Regions from separate parts of the Rattus norvegicus genome. Here all the other regions are linked to region 1. A link is a contact called in public Hi-C data. All regions are on one chromosome and are shown on one strand. The core of a region is the stretch at or near the end of the contact, and the rest is flanking DNA. Distances in the headings are between cores, read along the strand shown.

Evidence for each region. A called contact is a pair of places that touch in the nucleus more often than the background predicts.
Region 2: a Hi-C map of liver shows a contact between it and region 1, with 4 times the contacts expected there. The contact joins two enhancer-like sites. A contact is called at or near these places in 3 of 12 Hi-C or Micro-C datasets (kidney and liver).
Region 3: a contact with region 1 is called in a Hi-C map of liver, with 2.0 times the contacts expected there. The contact joins two enhancer-like sites. A contact is called at or near these places in 3 of 12 Hi-C or Micro-C datasets (kidney and liver).

What each region holds. Positions count from the first base shown.
Region 1 is chr15:15,871,740-15,875,704 of GRCr8, forward strand. The region is part of intron 1 of Ptprg (protein tyrosine phosphatase, receptor type, G); the gene reads right to left. LOC120097096 reads right to left here. Exons shown (of 2, transcript XM_063274845.1): 2 at 1-3,965. Among named protein-coding and RNA genes, the nearest start is that of Ptprg, 110 kb to the right of the region's middle. Within about 2 kb of position 1,887, at least 5 of the 93 cell types and tissues checked have an H3K27ac peak or open chromatin away from gene starts, as enhancers often do. A contact at or near this core is called in liver, where this site is marked.
Region 2 is chr15:15,655,516-15,659,480 of GRCr8, forward strand. All of the region lies in intron 2 of Ptprg (protein tyrosine phosphatase, receptor type, G), which reads right to left. Among named protein-coding and RNA genes, the nearest start is that of Ptprg, 330 kb to the right of the region's middle. Within about 2 kb of position 2,101, at least 31 of the 93 cell types and tissues checked have an H3K27ac peak or open chromatin away from gene starts, as enhancers often do. A contact at or near this core is called in liver, where this site is marked.
Region 3 is chr15:15,724,762-15,728,726 of GRCr8, forward strand. The region is part of intron 2 of Ptprg (protein tyrosine phosphatase, receptor type, G); the gene reads right to left. Among named protein-coding and RNA genes, the nearest start is that of Ptprg, 260 kb to the right of the region's middle. Within about 2 kb of position 1,915, at least 14 of the 93 cell types and tissues checked have an H3K27ac peak or open chromatin away from gene starts, as enhancers often do. A contact at or near this core is called in liver, where this site is marked.

The sequences.
Region 1 (3,965 bases), core at 637-3,136:
CAAAATTTTTCTCTAATGTGTTAATGAAAAGATTTCTTTGTCCAGCAAAGCTACAAAGTCCTACATAAAAGAAATTCATTATTCCCTAACCTCCTGGGCACTCCTATAGTTTTGTATAAATATCAAGCATGCAGATTTGACTTTCCTTTTTAGCAGTAATGTCTACACGATTCTTAGTGTAGGCCGCATTTACAGAGATGAGGCCAAGTGACTTGGTTAGGTGGGAGGCTTTCCCAAATCCATCTTGAAGGTGGGCACCCAGCTGTTCTGCTTAGGGTCTCATCATTACTGTGACAAAATATCTGGGAGGGAAAAAAAACTCAACTGAAGGAGGAAGGAGATATTTGAACTCACCATTGGATGGTCCTGGCCATCATGGAGGGGTGTAATGGCAGTGGGACCGGCCGGAAGCCTGTGGGCACACTCCCTCCATACCCTGGAAGCAGAGAGGGTTTGCCATCGCTTCCTCTTTTCCACTCAGTCCACAGCTCCATCCCACAGACCTGTGCTGAGCACATTTAGGTGAGCCGTCTCACCTCTCAACCTAGTCTACATAATCACGAGTGGGCGTACCCGCACGTTTCCATGGTGATTCTAAATCCCACCAAGTTGACAATCCAGAATAACCATCGCAAATGCTCAGAGAAATAAATATTCAATAATCCTGAGGTAAAAGGACAAGGAGACATAGCACAAGAATCTGTCCCTATAGATGTGGGTCTGTAGGTAACGGTGAATGGTAAGGGAGAAAGACTTTAAGCAAACTCCAGAGAAGATCTTCAAGTCAAGCCATTCCCAACTCAGTAAAGTTCCTAGGTGTCCTTTCAACTAGAAACAAGGAGGCTCTTTGCTTCATTTCAGGACTAGTAGGTGGTCTGCTCTACTGGATCTCTTCTTCCTGGTCTAATGTCTACCTCCCTTTAGCGTGGCTGGTTTGGGGAGTTCCTTTACTCAACTCATTTTTCTGAGTTACTGCTTACAGATACAATAAAGTCAAAGATAGAAAAGGTGGGACGGTGAAATCCTCACCTCTTCCCTCACCTCATCCCATCTTTCCAGTGACGCCTTTTGTATACCCCAAAAAACATCATCTTGAGTTGGGCAATGGCATGGACAATTAAGTTTGGTCCCCAGAACCTGTGTTTTTGTTTTTGTTTTTGTTTACAAAAACTAAAACTGTGTATGGTGGCCCACACTTGTAATCCTAGCACTGGGGAGGCTAAGACCAGATGTCTCCTGGGTGTGATGGTGGCCTTGTTTACATGGTAAGTGCCAGGCCAGTAAGAGAGTCTGGAGAAAGGGGGAAAACCAAACAGTGTTTGAGAGCACACCTGAGGCTGTCCTGTGACCTCTACAAACAAAAAAACGTGACTTTATCTAGATTTCACTGTGCAATCTAGGGCAATCCAGATATAGATACGGATAAACATATGTATCTGTTCGGAGAGAGTTGCTTAGCTAATTGTAACAGCTGCCCATATGCCATTACTTGGGAGAGTATAATTTATTAAAGCTACTCCAATTAATGGGCTGTCAGGTTACCTCCATTTTTTTTTCCAAATCCAAATGCTCCTTTGATGTACGTACAACCTTGACACGTGTCATTTTGCACTAGAGGACAGGTACATCTGCAGAACAAGCATCTGGCAGACAGAGGTGCCAGATCAAAGGGATGGTGCCTGTGGAATCGTGATGGGCACAGCCCAAGTCCCACCACGGAAACTGTGCCAAGCTACAGTCCTTGAAGAGGACTCATTTCCCCACAGCTTTGCCATTTGGTTATGACAAAGGTTCTAAGAGGTCATTCACTCCAGTGCAGGCCAGAGTGCAGTGTAGGTCAGTCTCTGTCCAGCCATTCCTAGCCCTAATGTTTACTGCCTGACATCACCACAATACAAGTTGTCAGACCTGGAATGCAGAAACAGAGCCAAGGTCCCCATCTACCCATCCCTCAGGTGAGTGGCTTGGGCAAACCCTAGGAAGTTCTCCACACCTCACTTTCCTCACGGATCAGATGGACAGGCATGTATATACCCCCCACTAAATATATAAAAAGCGTCTCCCTCCCCACCAGCCCCTTCCTCCTTTAGGAGTAAACAACCACAAGCTAACCAGAGTCCAGTAGAAAGCTTAGCAATCGTTTTACATAACTGCATCCCCATGCACAGCCCTGTACAGTGGTCATTCATCCTTCCAAGGCCTGATGAGAGATCACCTCAGCAAGAGGCCAGACATTTCACATGCCACCCTGCCAAGGAGTGCCCCTTCCGGTACCCCCGCAGTGTGCCTCAGTGAGCCAGAAGTCAATTAGAGTAACTGAGGCTGCACCTTGGGGAGAGAGATTAACTGTACCAACTTGTTGTTACAGCTGCTGATCCAAGGCTATGAAGGAAATAAACAGGGGGAGGTGTGACAGAAATAAGATACAGTAAAAACCCTGCCTTCAACAGTGGCGTAGCCCTGTGGAGGCACCACTGCCAGCTCCCTTCTAGAAGGAACTTGATACTTGGCTTACGTTTAAAATCCAACCAGCTTTTGAGTCAAGGGAAGCTCGTCCATGCCAAGGAATTCACACGTGGGGATCCTGGAGACACGGCTGCAACCGCATGAGATCCTCACGGTGTCCTGAGGTCCTGCCTAGTCCTGCCTCCCACCTTTTCCGCCCCAATTATTAACCACCAAAATGCTCTTGCACCACGGTGTCTGCTCCTTGAACTGACACAATGACAGAGACAAGCAGATTGCTCTCTGTGGGGACCATGCACAGCACCCTTTATTTTAATTAAAAACAAAACAAACAAAAAAAATTTTTCACCTTTTTTCCTATTTTAATAAGAACCTTCTTGGCCAGACCTTTCCAACTCAACATTCATTCATTCATTCATTCATTCATCCCCCACCCCCTCCCACCTTGCTCTCTTTTTTTTTTTAAATTAGGGGTGTTATATGAACCTGGGGATTAGCCCAGGACCTTATCACATAGGTTCATGGTAGACCATGGAGCTACAAGCCCAACCGTAGCCTGGCTATCACGTACTCCACAAAGAACCCTGGTGCAACCCTCCCCATTCAGTTCAGCTTGTTCACACAGCACTCTGAAAGCCTTGCAGGTCTCCTACTCTGGTTATAATTATAATTCCCAGTTTAGAGCATACAGGGGGAGATGGCCCAGTGGGTAAGAGTGAGTGCCCACTGTGTAAGCACGAGAACATGAGTTCAGATTCCCAGCACCCATGGCAAAAGCAGGGCGTGGTCCACACATGGTCCTCAGTGCTGGGAGGTCAGGGATGTAAGAAAAAAGAAAAACAAAAAAACAAAAAAACAGCCGGACCACTGGGGCTTGCTGGCCAAACAGTGTAGCAAAGGCTATCTCCAGGTTCAGGGAGAGTTCATGGAAGTTAACACTGAGCCTGATAGGAAAGGACACTGATACTCTCTGCTGGCCTCTCTTAGGACGCACACGCACACCATTCTTCACATGTGTTGTTTCAGTCAACCCTCGGGACCACCTGACAATATAAAAAGAGAGAGCATATGGGTGAGGCTGGAAGTCAGAAAGTGAGCGGCCTTCAGGAGACCAGACCTGGGTTAATTGTATCCTAAGGCAGAGGCAGAGAAGGCATTTACCTCCTAAGAGTCGGAGGACAAAGGCCACTGTCATTTCAGCACCCTCTTGGTGTTTTTCAAACTTCATCCCCAAGTTCAACAAATCCAGCTTTCCCTAGTAAATTACATAACTCAGATCTGCCAGTACCGCAGAACTTGAAAGGAAGGTTTTAATCTCCATTAATCCAATGCTGAGTGCTGGTTCTGAAACTGCCCTAAGCTGTTTCACCAGGTCCGGGTCTGGCTTCCACACAGAGCTATAAACGCACCAAGAGACAAGCCCCAGCTTTAAGAACTTTACATTTCCCACAGCACTGGGGCATGGTCTTCCTTCCCACTCACACCCACAGAGGGTTTGG
Region 2 (3,965 bases), core at 851-3,350, 220 kb before region 1:
AAAAGCAATTTGTAGGAGTTTTTAAAAAAAAGATAATGCAGTCCCTGTTATTCTATTCTTAATCACGTCAATATTCAAAAATATAGGGCAAGAGAGGACAGTACTGAGAACTTTAATTAAGACTTAGTATTTCATTGCTGATAATTCAGTGCTTTCTATTTAGTCTCAACAAGTATCTGGGGTGGTATTTGTATATGTTATAAAGAAAATGAAAATTAAGACTCTCAAACCATACACTTCTTTCACAGGTCCCACTATGAAGAGGCCAGAGTTATCTCCCATGCTCTGCCACTCATTCGATGGTGGCTTGTCTCTGGCACTCTGTCCCCTAAACCATCTAATGCAGTTTTCACATTCATTCCCTGTCAATGTGAAGTCCCAATGAGAACAAGTTGAGGAATTTACTCCATCGTCTTTGGGGCAGTGATCCACAATGGGAACCTAACATCCAAAGGACAGTTTGGGTCAATCAATGGACTTCTCCTGAAGGAAGCATGCAAACAGAAGCATATGGCCACGAAAAGAGCAATTCATTTTGCGATTCAATGTCAAGATCCAGTGTTGGAAAGAAATCCTAGGGTTTAATACGGAGGCATTTGAAATATAATAATAATAATAATAATAATAATAATAATAATAATAATCAGTGGATGAGAAGAATAATTGAGTGAAGACAATCTTCTTCCACCTTTTTTTTTTGAAAATTCGAACTTAATTCTTCAGTAAACAAGAATTTTAGAATGTGAAATAATAATACAGGAAGGCTTCTCAATGCGGACAAAACCCCCTATTGCTGAGAGGGCCTGGAGAACTTCAGAAAGGAAGGTGTCAATGACAGCCTCCTCCCCGTAAATCCCCCAACAATGCCAAATATCTCCAGGGTGCAAAGGAGAGAACACTGGCAATTAGTTGAGACCTGAGGTATCTCACCAAGCAATTGTTTTACAGAGCAACTGTTTATTGAGTGTTCATTCCACCTCAATACTTATGGTGTTCTTAACATCTTTACATGCTACAGGAAAGAGAAAAGGCATCTTTAAATCCCTTGTTTGTAGTATCTTCTGAAACGAATGGAGGAAAAAGTGAAACAAAAACATTAACCCACCAGTGTCTCCATCATTTAAAACCCGTGTGGTTATAGGGGTACCAAGGCAGCCCATCATTTAAACACTCGTAAACTTCAGCAACAGACTGGAGAAAATGTCAACACCCCCACGACGGATGAATCAATCCCCTGTTCATGCAATTTGACAATTGCTATGATTTTTCTTTCAGTAAATTCATGTAATTTGATCTTCCAAGTAGAGGATAAAAAAGTAGACTCAGGCAAAATAACAAGTTTGATTTTGAAAATGTGATGGGGTTTCTTTTCATTCCCTGTTCACTTGAGACAGAAAATTGTTCACACTCTAAGTGCCGGGAGGTTAGCAGGCTCTGAATTAGATCAGCAGTCTGTGAACTCCAATGGAGAAGCTGGGCACTGCCTTGTTCTAGAAACATGTTTAGAGAGTTATATTTCACACGGCCCGAGTTTGTTCTACTCAGCTTCTAAGAAAGGGAAATGATGATAGTTTGAGGCACGGGAGCAGGGAACAGCAGCAATCAAAGGGGATGAGAGGCTTTAGACTCCACTGAGGCTGCACCTCAGTCCTCATTACAGGGAAGGCAGCACATGCCTAACCTGTTACCTGGCTAACTTAGCTTTTCACAACTGCATAGAATATTCTCACAGGGAGGGGTGACTATAAGAACAGACCTGCACCAGAGAGGGCTTCCGGATCCTTGTGCTGCCTCCTCCCCATGCCTTAACCCTCACCGTCCAATGAGTGAAAGGCTCTCCCCTCCAGAGGGGAGAAACAGGCATACTCTTTGCTGAGGAGTTTCATCTGCAGTTTCCAGCAAACATTAAGCAACTGCTCTGATGAGGAAAAGATAGTGAGCCTTTCAACTATCTGCACGAACCACACCAAATTCAGCCCCAGGGTTATTTTGTGCCAGTCATGTTTTTTTTTAAAGGCCTCGGTTTGTGGACTCAGATGGTTAGCAGCAGACCACAGCAAGCTCCCAAGTGAGGCCGTGCACTTCTCAGAGCCCAGCCACATAAATGGGATAGCGGACTTCTGGTCGACACTCACAGCCAAGTTCATCCTGTTTCCACACACAGCACAGGATATAACCAGTCTCAAAGCAGCCAAGTGGGAGACCTGCCCAGAAGGCAGGGAAACTCTTCAACAGAACTCACCCCACATTTTGCTCTCAATAGCACACCGCTTAATGACAGTCTGAGGGGCAGCTGAGAGCTTAGCCTTTAAATGTCTCACAAAGACCCTGCAGGGAGGGGTACTGTGCAGGCCCTGAAGATAAACTGTGGGACCAAACACATTTCCACTTAGCACAGCGCTCATTTCCAGGGAAGCCCTCGGTGTTTTGAGCAGAATCAATGGCTGAGAAAACAAGAATTCTCCATGCTTTGGAAGCTGATGCAACACCAATGGGAAAGATCAAATGAACAGAAGAGAAAATAGAAGCAGAACTCTGAAATGGAAGTTGCCTAATAGTGGTGTCGCCTTTAGACAAAAATAGAATCCAGACACTCAGTTCTATGCACCCGTGAGGTTGCATGGCAGAAGTGATGTTTTCAAAATAAAATCCAGAAATGCTCTGTCCGCCTTATCGACAATAAGGTGGATAGAAAATTGTGTATAGACATGCTTTCCTCTTTCATTTGTTGTATTTTCTTCCTGTCTTCCTCCTCCTCTTTCCCTCACCACCTCCCTCTCTTGTTGGCACGTTCCTTTCCTTGTTTGACCTACTATGCCTTAAAATTGCCAACTGCCTAATACTATAAATACTGCGAGGGCAGAAAGGTTGAAAAGATCCTTTTAAATACACGGGGTCCAGTCCATACCAACCACCACACATGTGCCGAGTTTTCCATTAATTGAAAATCCAAGCCAGAATTAAAATGGCATGACACGACTCAATCCACCTGAGCTAGGAACCACACCGCTGACTGTTTCTGTGATCCAACTTTACAGACTTTCTGGAGATGGACTTCCTTAAACACTCTGGGCTGCTCACACTTTTCACCTGTCTTTGAGGTACACGGGCTGTGACTCCCGAGGTCAGGGCTGGGATCTAAGGTTCTGATGACTCACAAGCTGCCATCAGAGGACCACTGTGAAAGCACGGAAAATCTCACCAATGGCCCCAACATTCCATCTGTTATTGATGGAAAAACAAACACATACATACACACACACACACACACACACACACACACACACACACACACACACAACCTGAGCTACACAGCAACATGGTGAGGCCAAGGCATGTGCTGAGTGGGAGAATCCCCAGCAGCACCTGAATCCACTCTAACTTTCTTGCTTGGGAAGAGGACAGGGGCTCTGCGTTGCCCAGGGCTTCATGTCATGAGAATGTTGTACTTGTATTCCCTTCCTCTTTTTTACCCGCTTTGGACACAGACACATAAGGGGGAAGAAACTTGGAACAACAAAGATGAAAACCGTATAAGCCAGGTGTGGTGGTTTCATGACTTAAATCCAGCACTGGGTTGGCAGAGGCAGGTAGATCTCCAGGGCTACACAAACCTGGAAGGAAGGAAGGGAGGGAGGGAGGGAGGGAGGGAGGGAGGGAGGGAGGGAGGCAGGCAGGCAGGCAGGCAGGCAGGCAGGCAGGCAGACATAGAAAGAAGACCACAAATAGTTAAATGAAAGGTCAGCAAACTACAGTTAAAGTCTACAGCCCACCACGAATCTAGGCTGCCAATTGTTCTTGCAAACAGGGTAGGATCTGCTGGAGACAAGCCAAGCCTACTTACAGATGTTCTAACAAACACTCCATCAGGTAGCTGAAGCGACAGACATTACATTCTCAAGTTTCCAATGTGGAGAAGAAGTTTGAGATTTCAGAATCAGTGTGTTTGGAGAAGTTCAAGAAAC
Region 3 (3,965 bases), core at 665-3,164, 150 kb before region 1:
TTTCCTTTACCAGGTGACTTGTAAATTGGATGTGCATGTACAATGTAAGCTCTATATGAGCAGGGTTCTGCAAAACAACAAGACACATTCCTACTGATCTGCATTCAGATGTTGACAGTGCTCCCATGCAGACTTTTCTAGATGGAGGGTCTCTAGTTGCAGCCAGTTAATGTTCCTATAAGGTCAGATACTTCATTATGCAAGGAACATGGACACGGCACTTTGAAGGAAATTCTTAATTTTTTTTTAAAAGACGGGGTCTTTCTGCATAGCCTGAAAATTTGGCTATCCTGAAAATTACTATGTACATAGGTCAGCCTGTTCTCAAACTCACGGAGACCCACTTGCCTCTGCCTCCATAGTGCTGGGATTAAGGAATAGCATGCTGTCCCCAGGTCCTGCCAGGCACAGGGTGATTTTAATAGACAGCCTTCACCGCACAGCCTTCTGTGCTTTAGTCACAAGCATCTTATCCCCTATAACCTCACCTGTGCCACATACCTATTCTTAGAGTTGAAACAACTCACTTCAGAATAGATCAGCCTTGTGGAGAGAAGCCGCAGGACAGAGTTACCTCCTCACTGTAATTTACAAAAGGACTCTCCTAGCTCTAGAATTAGAAACTATCACAGGCTGGGTGTGAGGCAAAATCCTCTAGAACTCAGGAAACTTTTGCCATTAAGAGATATCAGTCATAGTACTTACTGGCCGAGTCTATGCGAGGGAAGGCCTGCAACTCAGGTGCACATAAGGTGACAGCTGGGGCTACAATCGTCTAAGGCCCTCCACCCCATGGACGGGAGGATCCATCTGCAATGTGACTCATGCACATGTCGGGGAACTGCCAACAGCCTATTAGAAACACAGTGCTACATAGCCAACAACCTCAGCATACACTGGTTTGAAAACCACTGGTGTGGCAGACCCTAGCGCTTGGGAGGTAGAGGCATGGGAATAAGAAGTTCAACACCAATTTGGGCTACATGAAATCATTAGTGCCTAAAAAAAATTTTTTTAAAAATCAATCAATCATCAATCATTCGTCAATCAGTTGTCCACAGTCAATCAATCGACAAAGCACTGATGTTAATTGCCTCAACTCTTGAATATCTGCAAATTACAATAATAAAACACTAGAAAATTTGATTTTAAAGTGACAATATCTCAGCACTACTTTTCAAACTGCGTCCTCTAACTTTATGCTTTCAAATGGTGCCACCTAGCACACTCCCAGCCACACCAGGCACCCAGTCAGATTAGTCGGAATAAACAACAAACCCAGCCAACACGGTTTAATGATCCCACGTTTCCTGTTGCCGGACTGCAGGAATTTTAAACTTTGACTGCACTTTGAGTGGTAACATGGAGGATCTTACTTTGATCCCTGGATATAAACTGTGTCTCCTTCTACGTGAGTAAAAACAATCCCAGATCTGAAAGCGTGAACAAGTTCATATTGATCAAGCAACCTCTGCCTCTGCCAGACAGTTAATAACATGGGTAGTGCATGCTGGGTGTTTTCTGGTCTGCCTCTGCCGGCCAGTTTATTACGAGGGCGATGGTGCATGCTGGGTATTTTCTGGCCTCTCGACATTTGTATCCGTGCCTCTTTCTAAAGCAGTTAGATATTTTGCCTTCACATTTTCCCCAAATAGTATTGGTTTTTTTGTTCTTGTTTTTTAAGTGAACTATTCACTACTCACTCCCAGCCCACGGCAGTGAAGAGACTGAGTTACTCTTTTTGCAAAGAATCCCTCCCCCCTTTTAAAACCAAAAGGGATTTATTTTATTTTTCAATTATGCATGTATGTAGTGGTAGGGGGTAGGAAAGGAACACTTAAAGGCAGGTGCTTACGGAGGCCAGAGGAGCCAGGTCCCTTGGAACTGGTGTTATTGGCAATTATTAGCTGACCACGTGGGTGCTGGGACCCAAACTCAGGTCTTGTGCAATAGCAGTATGAACTACTAATCCCAGAGCCAGCTTTCCCGGCCCTCAGGAAACTTTTAAAGACAACGATAAAAGCTGTGTAAATGCTGTCTGAGCTGGAGTCCTCAGCTTTCCAAGAGGCTGGCCAGCTTCCTTCCTCTCCTCTAACCAACCTAGACCATCTTCTTGGCATGTCCAGCTGGCTGACGGTGAGGGATGCTTGTATTGTCCATGGACTCCATCTTACCACCATATGGGAGGTGGCCAGTTGCCAGGGCATCCTGACACAGGTGAGCAGAAGAGGGTGGCAGGCTCTGGAGCACACTGAGAAGTAACCTGTCATATAACTGATGGGTGCACAGACTCTTAAACAGATGGCATGGCATGGGGGCACAAAGACTGAGTCCTGCCTCTCGGTGTTATCAGGTTTCATACAAAGATATGCTTTGCAAAAAAAAATGATCCCTAAGATTACCTGAGGCTTTCCTTTCTGTCAGGTTTAAATATGACATGCACAGCCACGAGGGGGGGGGGGGAGCAAACCTTCAGCAAAGTATCACAACTAACATCATCATCAAAAGGTCTAAGCGACTCTCAGCAAAGAGACAAACCACCCAGATAGACAGAGCAGGAGACAGGCCCTGTTGTTTTAAACCAAGAAGTTGGCCAGGCAACTTAACCAAGCTGATGGGCACCAGGCTCAGTGAGAGACCCTGAAATCCCCAAAATTAAGGTAGAGAAGAATGAAGGAAGACACTTGGACTCGATCTCTGGCCTCCACATGTGCACACTCGCATGCACGAACAAACATAAACAAGCCTGCGTCTGCCACATACATGAGTGGAAATTAACCGATTAGTCATGAAAATCCAAGTATCAGGTTTGCTTTAAGCAACTCAGCTTGGAGAAGTCGGCAGAAATAGACCTAAAATCAAAGTCTCAATGGCTTAGGGAAAGTGGCTTCGGGCATACAATCTGGGCGAACTAGTTAGCAATCCCAGGCCTTGCATCCTTCCCGTGGATGTGTGCCTAGAATTTCTCCTAGGATCAGTTTTGGATTCTCACCTCGGTAGAGGGGAATGTCAGAAAGCAGCCACTTTGTGATGTTACTTACATCCTCACTGATATTAAGTTTATCATATGCTCTGCAATGTTACAGGCAGAACCCAGACTCGGGTCCACAGCACACGCCTTGCATCGGCCTGCACTGCACTACCGTTCTTCGCTTGCAACCCATTTTCCCATGAACACCTCCCCAAAGCCTGAATCATAGAGCATCTCTTTCCTCCACTCTCACCATTTCCCCTGTACTTCTAATTTCTAAAACAAGCCCTCGGAATTTATGAAATCCCCTGGGCCAGTGGTTCCTGTGAATTGCCCAGGTATGAAAAGCATTACACAAACCATCAGTCACCCTGAGAACCCAAAGGCACTAAGTGTGGCTGGCCATGGTTGCTAAAGAATGTTATCTATTTCCATCTTGTGCAAATTTAGGCGCAATTGTGGTTTCCTGTCCTAGGGTGTAGTCCAAAAGTAACTCCCCAGAAGTCTGCAAAAATAATACCGGGTGTTTGTTTGAGAGGAAGACTTGAAGAGTTTCCCACTCAGAGGGGAAATGGCGTGTCCTGGCTACAGAGTATCCAGCGAGTTCCGTGTTGCCAGAACCTGCACAATGTTGGTTTAAGCATTGTTTTGTTCACAAGTAAGGCAGGGGCCCGCTGTGGTATGAGGCAGGTTTTGTTCCTTCTCATGCTACAGGGCCTGCCTGTCAGGAGACCGATTCTGTTTTGTTACCTATAAAATGAGAATGACTACATCGTCTGTGTCTTTGTAAAATTGATTGTATTGTCGATGGAAAACACCTCTCATTTCAAAAGGGCATTAAGAGAGTTTCTTCTGGAGCAGAATGTGGTACATTGTGCCTATGGTCCAGGAACAGACTCAGGCCAGTTACACCCCACAATCTGTTCCAATGAGGAAAGAGTTCACTGAAGTTTTTACATTAAAAGAGCAAAAGGAAGCGATGATAGAGGTACTT